Linked DNA regions of Rattus norvegicus: region 1 is linked to region 2. Evidence: chromatin contacts called from public Hi-C data. All regions are on one chromosome and are shown on one strand. The core of a region is the stretch at or near the end of the contact, and the rest is flanking DNA. Distances in the headings are between cores, read along the strand shown. Region 1 overlaps Etv6 (ETS variant transcription factor 6). Region 2 has its middle 77 kb from the start of Etv6.

Region 1 (6,926 bases), core at 1,201-3,700, 250 kb before region 2:
ATTGACAGGGGCTCCCTGAATGGGAGCGAGTGAACAGTTTTCCTTTCCTGGGCCCATTTAAGCCACAAACAGATGATCTCTTGTCTAGCCATAGCCACGATCCACAGACATTCATTTACGGAGTGCGACAAGAGTGACCTTCATTCTCATTCTGGATGGGATAGGAGAGATCCAATCACGGGATAGGGGAGAGGCTGGCCTTTGTGTGGCCCAGCTGTCCTTTCACTTCCCTCCTGGGTTGCTCTCTATCCTTTAGAGACAGCAAGCTGCCTCTTCTCAAGATGGAGACAGTGCCTGACATCATGGAATCCCAGAGGTGGTGATGTGAGAGGACAAGAAGGGTGTGCGTGTGTGTGCATGTGTGCGTGTGTGCGTGTGTGCGTGTGTGTGTGTGTGTGTGTGTGTGTGTGTGTGTGTTGGGGTGATGGTAAAGGCCAGAAGACAGAAGGGGTTTTCTAACTTTAAACAAGACGTCTGTGAACCTCAGACTGGACTGGACTGGGGGGTGGGGGTGTCCAAGGAACCTAAGATACTTCAAGGCTTTTCTTGGGTGTTTTTCCAGAGAGAACTGCATTCCAGCCTTCCATGTGTTCTATCCCTCCTCCTGACTCCTGTGACTCTCTCCAAGAGTTTTCAAAGGTTGGCTGCCCTCTGCTGTGGAATTGAGTGTCCTCTGGAGGCCAGGCAGCCAGTGCTAACTCAGCATCTGAGGGCCGCAAGACAGACATCACAAGCAGGAAGGGGTAATTTTAACGGCATTGCTGACGCTGACGCCTCATGAAAAAAAAAAAAAGATCACGTTTGGACCAGCAACTTCTATTTAAAGACAGTCGTGTTACACTTTCTGGCATGTGCATATGAGACTAACGTCTCTGTCCCTGAACCCATTCCTTCTTTACTCACAGACTCGGGAGAGAGAATCGTTTCTTTCCCTAGTTTTTCCTCAGTATGAGAGTTGTGAAGGCTGCTGATGTCCTTGGCTAAAGACTTGTATACAGTGGTAGGAAAATTAGAGAGACAGGCCCCATTTTCCTTGGGCTCAGGGGCCAGAAGGGAGCTGGGCGGCTCCGCCTTACGCAGAACACCTTTCTCTCCTGGCTCACTCACCTGGGATTCTACAACATTTATAGCTTGTGATAAAGACAGGAGGAGTCCCTTGGGAGAGCGAGCTGATAAGATAACACCAGACATCAATCAACTCATGTTTGGTTTTGTTAGGCAGTAAGAAGAGTCCCAACGAATATTGGCAGACCCAGAGTGTCAAGGTGAAGTCCCTAGTGGCCAGAGGGTGGGGCACACTCTGACTAGCTAGGTGTCAGAATGGCAGGGGACACCAAAAAGGAAGGCACCTGGATTCACTGTTTGCCTATTGTCACATGGGATTTGTCATTCTTCTCTTGGAGCTCAGGCTGGCCTTGAACTCACTACAGGTAAGGAAGACCCTGAATACCTCTCTCCTGCCTCTACCTCCCAAGTCCCGGGATTACAGGCATGAGCGGCCATGCCTATTTTATAGATAAGAGCGCTGTGAGTTCTGAAGAGAGATCCCTGTCTTTGGGGCCTGAGGTAAGAACCTGTGAAAGCAGCCAAGTGAACAGGCAGCATGTAACCGGTGGTGCAGCCCACATTCATCCACACTGTATAAAAGCCCTTTCTTGTGGTTCTGGTGAGGTCCTCACTACCGGGCTGTTTATCAAAAGCACGCTGTCCACTCTTACTTCTTAACAAGTATGGCTAACTTGATAGAAACTCTAGGAACTACCACCAGCCAAATTAGAAAATAAAACGCAAATCCCACTTCCACTCTGTTTCTGTGACCTACTAGCATGCAGGCTATAATCGAAAGATACCCAAGGGTACCCTCACCCTGTAACCCTTGGAGCCTGTACATGCAGTCTTTTATGAGAAGCATCTGCACAGACACAGCTTAAGGGTCTTGAGATGACGTCACAGGGTTCTGCAGTGACCCCAACTCCAGTGACCAGTGTCAAGTATCCTTACAAGTATCCTGATACGTGCCTTGGAAAACATGTCAGGAGGAGCTATATTTTCCTCTGTCTATAAGACACAGTGTGTGTTTGAGTCTCGCTTTTCTACTGCTTTTTTTTTTTCCTCTTTAAAACGAAGTTAGTGCTTCTGGACTTTTAGGAATTAACTTACTTTGAACGTTGCCTAGCTTACTCCTCTATTCAAACACGGCAGCTAGCATTCTGAAACCGCTTGGTTCTGTTTTCCTTGGGGAGCTCTTCCCCAAGTCTCTCCTTCTCTGCTACTGTGGAAGAAGAAGGTGGCAGCCAGTCAGAGTTAGACCCAGGACACAGGACTACTGAGGACCAGTTCCCGTGAATGTAGACTCTCCCGTCAGAAGGGATTTCTAAAGCAACAAGGGCCCAGTTGACACTGTCACTGTCCTTCCGTGCCAGAGCTGTAGACATCTGAAAATTTCACAAGAATCTGACTCATGCAGGCTGTGGGCTGGACACCTCAGCAGTCCTAAGCGATGGTGAAGACCTCTGTGAGTGATTCTTCCTCAGGAAGCTATGTGTGTGACAAGCCACAGTCTCAGATACAGGGGATTTCAGTCATCAGCTTTGCACAGAAGCTCCCCATCAGCAGGTGAAGCAGTCCCACACGTCCAGGGAAGTGATTCACAGCTGCCTGTAGGTACCCTACCTGACATATCAGCCCCAACCCCACTCTCCCCCTTCCCGACCCAGCTCTTCCCCTGCACCTCTGCTTTCTCATTAGGGCTTCGGCCTCTTTGGAAGACTGGACTCACCCTTGACCCGCCAATCTTACCACTGAAGAATTGTGCCCTACTGATATTTTCTTTTTGAAAATGTCTTTTTAAAAAAGAACACGGCCCTTGGAAACTTTGCAAGGGATGTATCGATTTGAAATACTCGAGCTGAATTATGGAGCTTTGGCAGAAGGAAATAAATCTTTCCCATTCCCCAAGCCGGCTGCCAAGTGCAGCTTCCAGGAAGAAATGTCCGTCCTTTCTGGAAATGAGGCAAGGCCAAACATTCTATCACTCTCCCCTGACCCCACCCCTTCACTTGCAATTCACTGACAAAAGCACTTCTCGATTCATTGCTCATTTGCCCGAATAGGCATCCAAATTAGTAATGCCTGGCTTGAGGCAGCTTCCTAAATAATGAGGCCTGATCGTTTTTGGCAGACCCAGGGGCCTGTGGAAAGCAAGCTCGCAGCACATCACCACGCTAAACGCTCTTCCGGTTTTAAAAATCAAGATTTCCCCTACACACCTGGACGTACAAGGGAACGAGAACACGCTTACTACCGCCAGAGATGAACCGAACCAGGAGCCAGGGCTGGGGTGGGAAGGTGGGGGTACCAGCGTTCAGGGAAGGGGACTTAGGCTGTGGCGTCGTGATGCACGGGGCAGGATTAACGCACAGATTCCTGACATCTGCTGTTTCTTTCAGTTCAGCTGAGTGTTCATCCCACCTGGCAACGGTCCAGGGGAATTCCCGCCATCACCAGCCGAACACAGTGTGGTCTAACTGCACAGCATTCATCATCTACCCACTGCTCCCTTCACTGGATCCTCAGCCCCTCCATCCAACATCTAACGTTGGGTGCAGGGGAATGATAGCCAGTCTGGCTGGGAAACCGGGAGCGTGGAGAGACATTTACAAGTCTGCATCAGAACCGGGCCAGGGTAGCCTCTGAGAATGGAAGGACAGGGTGGCAGCTTGGCAGGCACAGTCAGTTTGGGAAACCAAGCCGCATGACACAGCTGTCACGCAAGGCGTGTGTGTTTAGAAAGGGTAGGGTGGGAGGTGATGTCTCCGTGTTGACGCTACAGTGCACTGAACATCATCTATCTCAAATGTATGCACATCTAGACAGCGCTCACCCTTGCCCGTGAATCCCAGTCTCAGAGAAGGCCAAGCTCACGCTGTCAGTGGCCAAGGACCCCTTGCTTTAAGGCAACCTTCTACTGTCTGCTGCGTGCCTTTCCAGTCTGTTGGCAAATGCTGTTGGCTCTGCCTTTATTCCGCATCCAGATCCAACGGCTTCCTTCACTTCTGCTGCCTCCGTACTATCCCAGCCACCGTTGGCTCTCTAGTCCCAGCCACCATTGGCTCTCAAGTCCCAAACTCGTCCCCCAGCTTCCATAATGCCCCCCTACAGTCTGTTCTCAAGGGAGCTGCAGAGAGGCCCACATGCACAGGTACTGCTCCTCTATGTCACTCAGAGCTCATGTGCAAACGACTGCAGCCTGACATGCTCTATCCCACTCCTCCCCCCACCCTCCTCTTCCCGCTCTGGTTCCACTGATGCCCCCACGAGACAGAGTCCTACCCCAGGGCCTTTGCACCGCCGACTCCTTCGGGACGATCTCACTTCCTTTAAGGTCTTCCTAACTTTCCACCCAAAACAGCGAGTCTGTATTCTCTGACGTCCCCCTTTCTTGCTGCATTCCTGTTCCATTAATTTCTCTTTCTAACAGCTCTTGTTCATTTGTTCGATTGTTTATTTAGTGTGTGTGCACGCGCACACGTGCGAGTGTGTGCGTATGTGGGTGCACATGCGCACGTGTGTGGAGTCAGTTAGGTTTCTCGTCAGACACTATCATTCCTCACCTTATTTAGAGACAAGGTCTCCCCTGAGTCTGACTGTGAACTCTGCCTGTCTCTGCCTTCCTTTCCTCTCACCCCGTCCCCGTCACGGGTGCCAGGGATATGAACTCAGATCCTCATGTTTGCCTGGATCCTGTACAGCAAGCACTTTACCTACTGAGCTATTTCCTGAGCCTTGTTTTGTCTACTCTTCCTCACCAGGACATAGGCAGACTCTGCTGTACTCCTGCCACACCCTCAACGCCTCAGGCAGCTTCTGGTTCACTATATAGGAACTCAACCAATATTTCTGAATGAATGGGGAACGATCCTGTACAAAGAAGGCAGTGTAGCACAGTGGTCAGGAGTGCGGTCCTGAACCAGGTGTTCTGGGGGTTAAAACTTGGCTCCTCGACTTGCTAGCTGCGTGACCTTTGGAGGTACACACTCATGTATGCTTCAGTTTCCTCGATCCTAAAATCGGGACGATAACTGACCTTCATCAAGGAAACCATGGGCACTAAGCAGGATGGGATGGATCCGTATAAAGCTCTCAGAGCAGAACAGAACCTGGCATAGATTGAGCACTCGAGACACAGTGGCCATTATTAACAGGATGCTGTCCTGAGCTTAGACTTTATCCTAAGGCTACGTGGAGTCATTGACGGATGTTAAATGAGGGAGTAACATAATCAGATATTGTTTCGAAGGATCGTTCCAGCTGTGCAGGGGACAATGAATCACATCAGGGCAAGGCTGCGACTCGGAGGAGGAAGGGAGCAGCTAAGAGGCTCCTGCAGAATCAGAGATGACAGACGTCATTAGCATGAACTGAAACAGAAGGGAGTGAGAAAGGGTGGGCTCAGGGTACTACCGTGTAAGAGCCCAGCGGGAAGGAAGCAGCTCATGACAGAACCCAGGCTTCTAGAGTTTTCCAGATAGTGATAGTCTTCCATGCCAGGCCGTGGGAGCAGGGGAAGGGATATGGGAAGACTTGTCACTTTCTGTTGACTGTGGGACATCCAGTAAAGAAGGCAGTCATATCAGTGTACGCACTTGCCTAGAAAGAGCTGAGTCATAGACACATTCAAATTTAGTTGTCTCCATCATCCTGATTGCTGAAGCTATTATAATAGACAGGTTTCCCCCAAGAAAATATTTAGGGAGTGAACTATCTATAAAAGGTGTGTTCTGGGGTTGGGGATTTAGCTCAGCGGTAGAGCACTTGCCTAGCAAGCGCAAGGCCCTAGGTTCAATCCCCAGCTCCGGAAAAAAAAAGAAAAAGAAAAAAAAAAGAAAAGAAAAGGTGTATTCTGGAAGAACGAGATAGCAGGAGACAAGTCAGAGGACAGTGGAGTTATACGTGAAGGCAGGGTAAACTGCAGGCAGGAGTCAGGGGAGTCACGAGGAGGAGGAACTGGGTATGTGTGTCCCATGAATTGAGCTTGGTGACTGGAGTGAGAGCAGAGGACACAGTTAAACTGTCTGAGGAGTGAGTGGGAAATGAGGAAATCAGAAACATGTGGCTATGTGTGGTAGCAACAGGACACCTTAGAATCCAGAAGGGTTTCTTGGAAGATGGAGAGAGCTAGGTGCAAATGACAAGGCTGACTTCGGAGGGAGAATGAGGGTGGGCAGTGGGGGAGGCTGATATGCAGAAGCAGGAACTCTGGGTTCAGGTAGCAAAGCCGGAGACAGAGGAGGCAGTAAGATGGCCAAGGTCGAGGAGAGAGCTGGGAGAGCTGGCTGACCACTGGCAGGCAGAAAGGCTAGCTGAAATGTGCAGAGAACCTGGTGGGACAGATGGGATCGACAACATGGTGTCTGTGTGCAAAATAACTACAGGGAGTGGGGTAAACTTGTCAGGGAACCCCAAGGCTTGACGAGTACTTCCAGGGCCACTTGTGGGAAGCATCTCGTCAGTTTTCTCTATGTTAGACAATTCTACACTCTTGTGGAAGTGACATTTCAGACTCAGAGAAACTATACTGTAGTTGGCATAAAACTAAACCCATGCTGAATATTCAGAGAGAACACAAAGTGTCGTCTTGAGAAGTCTTTAGGAATCAATCCTGTTGTGTCTTTGGTTAGAAAACCTTGTGGCTACTACTGAATAAAATCAGCCCTTTAATCTTTATTTGTGGTGCTGAGGATTGAACACCAGGCCTATGCGTGTCAGGCGAGGGCTCTACTACTGAGCTACACTCCTGAGCCTTTCTAAAGTTTACTTTTCAGACAGTTTTAATAAGTTGCCCAGGCTTATGACCCCTGTATATTAGACTCTCAAGAATCTAGGATTATAGACGCTGAAAGTTAAGCTCCTGAAAGAGATGTGCA
Region 2 (7,862 bases), core at 684-3,183:
TAAGAAAATTAATAACAACAAGTGCTGGCGAGGATGTTGAGAAGAGAAAGCCCTCACACCCTGCTGGTGGGAATGCATACTAGATCAACCTCTGCTGTTTTGGACTAAAGCCAACTTGATCATGGTGAATGATCTTCTTGAGGCCAGCTCCAATTTGGCTTGCAAGTATTTTATTAAAACAAAATCTATTTATGTTCATTAGGGAGGTTAGTCTATGATTTTCTTTTGTTGTATGTGTTTGGTTCTGGTATTATTAATCTCAGCTCTGTAAAGGATGCATCTAGACACTGCTGGTGAAATTGTAATTAGCCTTGTCACTGTGGAAGTCAGTACGGCAGTTTCTCAAAAAACTAAAATTAGACTTGGTATGACCCAGCTACACCACTCACTCCTGATATTCACCTGAAGAACTCCATGTCAATACATCACAGAATCACCTGCCCACAAATGCTTATTGAAGCACTGCTCACAGTAGCTGAGTTCCAGAACCAATCTAGGATGCATCAACAGAAGAATGGATAAAGAAATAGGATATATATTTATAAATAATTATGCATATAATTTATATAAGAAATATATATTTGCTTGTTAGTGCCTGCACAGATGTGTGCACATATGCGTGTGGGTGCCTTTAACCTAAGACCACATGAAAATATCGGGTCCCTGGAGCTGTAGTGGGTATTGGAAATGGAACCTAGAGTCTCTGGACGAGTGACAAATGTTCTTAACTTCTGAGCTATCTTTCTCGTCACTAAAGTGGAGTTTTTTTGTTTTTGTTTTGTTTTGTTTTTTTCAACCATGGAAAGGAATGAAGTTATGTTGTTTAGAACAAAATGGATGCAAGGAGAGATGACTACGCGGAGTAAATTAGATCAATTCCAGAAAAACAAATATCACATCTTCTCACTTGTACTTCCTAGATTTTGTATAGCCCCATGGATAAAACATCATTTATTTGGATGTGGTGGTGCATAACTTTAATCCCAACACTTGAGAGGCAGAGGGAGACAGATCTCTGTGAGTTCAAGGCCAGCCTGGTCTATATTGTGAGTTCCAGGACAGCCAGGGCTACAATGTGAGACACTGTTTAAAAATAAAAATCACATGTGTATGATATGTAAGTGAAACTGCACAGGGAGCAAGGGGCACTAACAAAGGGAAGAAGGGTTAGGAAAAGAGGATGGGAGGCATGGGGGTATGCTCACATACAATATATACTTGTATGAACACATAAATAATCTAGCATTTTCGACCAAAAACTAAATAAAATGGCCATTTACTGATAGGATACAAAAAGAACGTCATCGTTTCAAATGATGATGTATTTTAGCTTAGATGAGTTAGTTCTCCGTTCATTGATTCATTCAATCAATCAGCAAATATATCCACCATGTGTCAGGCCCTGCTCAAGAGGCTGGAAATACACAAACCAACTGGATGACCTTCCTTCCACTAGCATTCCTTACTGACTAAATGAAATCCCACCCACAACGGTGAGAGTGGCGTATGCCTTTGGTTCCGTTATCTCCTGCTGCCACCTACTGGCCATTTTCTTTGCCATGCTTTTCAGAGACCGAGAGTTTCTAAGGGGAAGTTGGAAGGAGTTCTATTTTTGCTTGCTGGACCACGAATTTTTTTTTTCTCTTTCGTTTTCACATGTGAATTTTAGATTACAGACTTGTTCTTATTTTAATTGTTCATGTTTCTGTATATAAGGCAGAATGGCCAGATCAGAGTTGCTAACGTTCGCATCTTAAACATTTAACGATTTTTAAATTAATTCCTGATAATCGCACATAATAACCACATTATCTTCATAGGGCACAGTGTAGTGTTTCGGTACATGTGTCCCTGTGTTCTCCTAAGTACAGCTCTCTTCATCTCCACCCAAGTCCCTGGGGCTCTAACCCAACTCTTCTAGCAGGAGCAGTTGTTTCACACTGAGTCACTGCCCTTTTGGCCAGGGCAGTCACTCCATTCCTCTCCCTCCCATAGCGTTTTCCTAATGAGCTTCTGTTTGAAGAAAGTTTTGACTTTCTTTGGCTTCTCTCCATTCTGGTGGGAGTTAGAATTTCTTGCCAGGACAGTGGAGGTTTGTGCCTGGATTGCCTAATGCAGACAGGAGAGAGTCAGAGTTCCTTTGCAGCAGGCACTCCCAACCAATTATGAACCCTCTCTTACTTCTGAAAGGCAACAGTGTCATGGAGGTGGGGAGGAGTTAAGACCCTCTCATGATCAATTGGGGTGCTTTAAAAGGCTGCATGGGAGCTGGGACACACGGAATTAGGCATTAGATGGTTCATTTGCTCTGCATCATCAAGTCTCCAAGTAGGTCAAATACACCCCAGGATGGTTTAGTCACAGGAGGAGATGGACCAGTCACCTGAAGTCCACTGCTGACTCAGTGCAGGCCTCATTTTCTCCCCCTTCAAGCCAAGAGCTCCCCAGTCATTGTCAATGTTTTATGTAGAAAAGAAAAACCAAATATATACTACTTGGTTGGATATAAACATACGCTGGTATATATAACTTTGGAGAGAACTGTCTCCCACTGAGCACTGTCACATCAAAAGTCGTTTTGGATTTAAGGAGACAAAACTAATTGATGGGAGAGTAAACACCCTTCTAGAGATATTTCCAATCTCTTGTTGGGCGAGCGCAAGCACTAAAGTGGTTGAAGCGGGTGGATTGCAAGTTTGAGGCCAGCCTGGGTTATACAGCAGGACCATCTCTTAGGAAACTGCAGCTCAAAAGGCAACTTAAAAGACTTATTCTGTTTGAAAATATTACACATGTCTGTGTGTCTCTGTGGGTATGTACATGTTAGTGAAGACACTCATGAGGGCCAGAGGAGGCTGTCATATCTCCTGGAGATGGAGACTCAAGAACCTGACTTGAGTGCAGGAAATGGAATTCAGTTGTCTGCAGGAGCAGCGTGCAGTCTTAACTGCTAAGCACTGTTCCAGCTCCCAAACAAATGATTTTAGTAGAGATATTCCTATTCATTACAATCAAAGAAAAAATAGGTATGTATGTATGTATGTATGTATGTATGTATGTATGTGTATATGTGTATGTATGTATGCATGTGTGTATGTATCCATCTATTATGTCTATCTGTCCATCTGTCTATCCTTCTGTCCATCCATCCATCCATCCATCCACCCACCCACCCATCTATCCTATCTATTTGTCTGTCTGTCTGTCTGTCTGTCTGTCTGTCTATCTACCTGTCCATCCATCCATCCATCCATCCATCCATCCATCCATCCATCCATCCATCCATCCATCCATCCATCCATCCATCCATCCATCCATCCATCCATCTATCCATCCATCCATCCATCTATCCTATCTATTTGTCTGTCTGTCTATCTGTCTACCTGTCTATCCATCCATCCACCCACCCACCCACCCACCCACCCACCCACCCACCGACCTATCTATCTATCTATCTATCTATCTATCTATCTATCTATCTATCTATCTATCTATCTATCTATCTATCGGGAGAGGTGGCTCCATGGTGGAGAGCACTTGTTGCTCTTGCAGTGGACCTGGGTTTGAGTCTCAGCACCTACACGCTGGCTCACAACTACTTGTAACTTCACTTGCAGAGTATGTGGTACCATCTTCCTTCCTCTGCAGGCATCGGACACACACACACACACACACACACACACACACACACACACACACACACACACACACAGATGAACACTTATGCACATAATATAATTATACATAAAATAATTGTCTAGTGTTCCCCGAAAACCTCATCCTCAGGAACTCCAGGCCTAGCCTTCTTGACTCTGAAAACTAAGGGCATATCCTTTGCTCAGTCTGTGCTCAACTGTGAGAAGGGCAGAAGGCACAGTATTAAGTCAGCAGCTGGGTTCCCTCTTTGACCCTCTGTTTCTTGGTTCTTTTTCTTCTTTCAGTTTGATCAACGAGTCCACCAACCCACTCAGCTCCCTTGTCACTCTGGTCATCTCTTGGACCCCAATTCTTCTTTCTAGTCTCGTTCTTGTTACTCTGTTGATGATGGTCCTCACAGCCGGGATCATATACTTGGAGTCCTCTGGGCTGTAACCCAGTCTGGCTAGCCATGCCCCTCTTCTTTATGGCATTCTCAGGATGTAACATCTCATAGAACAAGTCCGTGCGGAACCTGGTAAAATTCAACATACTTCCACGAGGGCTCCAACTCATAGAGTAATGTATCTTGTGTGATGTTATGGGGTCTTGCGTTCTTAGGGACAGAAGACATACTAAAGCATGGGACTGAGAAAGCCTAGCATTTCAGACGGTAAGAAATTGGGAGGGGGCTAGAGAGATGGCTCAATTGGTAAGAACGTTTGCTATTCTTTCAGTGTACCTCAGTTTGATTCTTAGCACACACAGCAGATAACTGCCCCTCATTAGTCTGGTTCAAGACCTCTGGCTTCTGTTACGCCATCAGTATTGGAACCTCACAGGGACTTCTCTTGCATATCCCTGCTGTTGTTCTGTGTCCTGGAGGTCCTGTAATTTTGGATCTCTAGGACTGTTCCCTTCACATGGTCCAGCAGTTCATCAAGGGGGTAGAGGTTGGGGTGGGCCAGTTCAAAGCCCTGGATCTGAGCCTAGGAGGCTTTCCCACGCTACGTCACACGGAGTCATCCAGCACTGTTCTGGCTAGCTCATCCAATTCTGCAGTCAGCAAGGGGTAGAAACAGCTTTCCTACTCTCATACCCTTGGGGCCAGTTCAACACACCCACACCATCAGGACCAGTTTTACTATGCTGCCTAGGCTAGGGGCAGGTCCTGCTCTCTGGGGTGCTGCAGTAGGCAGAGCACTGGACCAGCTCTCCCATGCACACACCCTCTGGTTGGCTCACCCATGACTCCTGCAACCTAGGCCAGCTCTTCTGTGCTTCCTAGCAATGTCCCTGTGCTCTCCTGAGTACTACAGGTGGCAAAGGGTGGGGTCAGCTCTCCTGCTTCAAGCCCTCAGGGCCAGCTTTCCCATAATGCCCAGGCAAGGGCTGGGTCCAGTTCTGCACAGTCCTCAGATATCAACATGACCTTGGGTGGTGGCCCAGACCAAGGACATCCACCTGGCCTTTGGTGGTAACAGATCACTGCTGCTGAAGGGTCAGGGGATTCAGACATGGCCCTTAGTGGCAGCACAGGCTAGGACCTCACCACGGCCATAGGTGACATCACCTACTACTCACATCAGGCCGTTTCTCAGTACCCTGCAGTTCTGACTTTCTTCACTGTGCCCATATCCTTCTGTTTCTTTTTCTCTTCTGTTTTTCCATCATTTACTTTTAGTGGTGCCCCTGGTCTCTGGGTGTTTAGAGTAGTCTCAGTGGCAACCTGGCAGGGACATGTTGGGAGTGATCTGCTTTCCTTGGCCTGTGGGGTGCCAGACTGGTGGTCTTCTCAGGCTAGTTCCCTGTCCAGGCCACTGTAGAACCAGACTAGTGGTCATCGTGGGCTCACTCCCCACCAGAGCTGGATGGCCACAGGTGAGGGACTTCTCTTCTCAGCTCTCCTCCTGCCTGGCTGCTCGGCACTAGGGCTTCAGACTGGGGAAGGGCTCTGTTTCCTCCCAGGCTTCTTCCTTGGATCACATAGTCCTAGGCAGGGGATTTTCTCATCTTCAGCCTGCTCCCCACCCTCACTCTATGCTATTTTGATATCTAGGTTTTTTGAGTTCTTTAGATATTTTGAATAATGGCCCTCAATTGAATACGAGGTTGGTAAAAATCTTTTCCCATTCTGAAGATTGCCACTTTGTCCCTTTCCATGAAGAGGAAGCTTTTTAGTTTCACGAGGTCCCATTTATTAATTGTTGATCTTAGAACCTGCCCTAATGGTGTTCTGTTCAGAAAGGCTTTTTCTGATCCCATGAGCTCAACACTCTTCCCCACTTCCTGTTCTATCAGGTTCAGTGTATCTGGTTTTATGTCGAGGTCTTTGATCCATTTAGAGTTGAGTTTTGTGCAGGGTGAAAAGTATGTATCTATTTGGATAATTCTACAGGCCAACATCAAGTTTGATCCACATCATTTGTTGAAGATGCTGTCTCTATTTGTAGTGTGTGATCTTGGCTTCTTCACCGAAAACTAGATGTGGATTTATGTCTGGGTCTTCAATTCAGTTCCATTGGTTACTATGTCAGTTCTTCTGCCAATACCATGCTGTTTTTATTACTGTAGCTCTGTAGTACAACTTGAAGTCAGGAATGGTGATATCTCCAAAAGTTCTTTTATTATTCAAGACTAAAAGTTCTTCTGTTGTGTGTGTGTGTGTGTGTGTGTGTGTGTGTGTGTGTGTGTGTGTTAATATGAAGCTGAGAATTATTCTTTCAAAATCTTTGAAAAATTGGGAATTTTCAAGGTGATCATGTTGAATCTATATATTGCTTTTGGAAGGATGGCCATTTGTACTAATCTGTGGTAGTTTGAATATGCTTGGCCCATGGGAAATGGCACTATTAGGAGGGGTGGTCTTACTGGAGGAGGTATAGCCTTGTTAGAGGAAGCGTGTCACTATGGAGACAGGGCTTTGAGATCTCATATATATCCTGATGTTTGGCCAGTGTGATCCAGAACCCCCTCTTGGCTGCCTATGGAAGACAGTTTCTTTCTGGCTGCTTTCGGAGCAAGATGTAGAACTTTCAGCCCCTTCTCCTGCACCATGTCTGCCTACATGGTGCCATGCTTCCTCATGGAGGAAACTTCTGAACCTGTAAGCCAGCCCCCACTAAATGTTTTCCTATACAACAGTTGCCATGGTCATGGTGTCTGTTCACAGCAGCGGAAATCTCAACTAATACATAATCTTACTGAACGGCTCCATGAGCACGAGAGATCTTTCCATCTTCTGATACCATCTTCAATCTCTTTCTTCAATGACCGGAAGTTTTCAACCACACAAGCCTTTCACTTGCTTTGTTAGTGATATTTTATACTATTTAAGAGTACTACAGCTGATGTCATTTCCCTGATTTCTTTCTCAGAAAGTTTGTCAGGAGGATTACTAATTTTGGTGAGCTAATTTTGTATCTGACTACTTGGCTGAGAGTGTTTATCACTGTAGGGGGTTCCCTGTGGAATTTTTGGGTAACTTATGTATTATCATATCATCTGCAAGTAAAGACCCTTTGACCTTTTCCTTTCTCTGTCTCCCTGTCTCTGTCTCTCTGCTTCTCTCTCTCTCTGTCTCTCTCTATGTCTCTCTGTCTCTGTCTGTCTCTGTCTCTATTTCTCTCTCTCTCTCTCTCTCTCTCTCTCTCTCTCTCTCTCTCTCTCTTCCTTTGGGCCCTCTCGCTATTTAGATTTTTTGGGTATGTGGATGACAATGTGGTTATCCTGTACTTTATGGCTAATATCCCTTTATCAGTAGGTACATGTCTTGCAAATCCTTTGAGGGCTGGGTTACCTCACTCAGGATATTTTCTAGTTCCATTCATCTGCCCGAAAATTTCCTTAATGCCCTCCTTCTTTTTTCTTTTATTTTAAGTTGGATATTTTTTTGTCCACATTTTAAATGTTATCCCCTTTCCTGGTTTCCTGGACATAAGCTCCCTATCCCATCCCCCTCTCCTTCTTCTGTAAGGGTGTTCCGCCTTCCCAACCATCCCCCTTTCCTGCTTCCCTGCCCTGACATTCCCCTACACTTGAGGGTTCAGCCTTGGCAGGATCAAGGGCCTCTCCTCCCATTGGTGCCCAACAAGGCCATCCTCTGCTACATATGCAGCTGGAACCATGGGTCTGTTCATGTATAGTCTTTGGGTAGTGGTCTAGTCCCTGGGAGCTCTGGTTGGTTGGTATTGTTGTTCTTATGGGGTTGCAAACCCCTTCAGCTA

What was found. A called contact is a pair of places that touch in the nucleus more often than the background predicts.
Region 1: a contact with region 2 is called in a Hi-C map of mammary epithelial cells, with 3 times the contacts expected there. The contact joins two enhancer-like sites. A contact is called at or near these places in 2 of 12 Hi-C or Micro-C datasets (Schwann cells and mammary epithelial cells) and 1 of 1 datasets of contacts at active chromatin or transcription factors (oligodendrocytes).

What each region holds. Positions count from the first base shown.
Region 1 is chr4:168,751,310-168,758,235 of GRCr8, reverse strand. All of the region lies in intron 2 of Etv6 (ETS variant transcription factor 6), which reads right to left. Among named protein-coding and RNA genes, the nearest start is that of Etv6, 170 kb to the right of the region's middle. Within about 2 kb of position 2,450, at least 21 of the 93 cell types and tissues checked have an H3K27ac peak or open chromatin away from gene starts, as enhancers often do.
Region 2 is chr4:168,499,687-168,507,548 of GRCr8, reverse strand. No RefSeq gene overlaps it. Among named protein-coding and RNA genes, the nearest start is that of Etv6, 77 kb to the left of the region's middle. Within about 2 kb of position 1,933, at least 12 of the 93 cell types and tissues checked have an H3K27ac peak or open chromatin away from gene starts, as enhancers often do.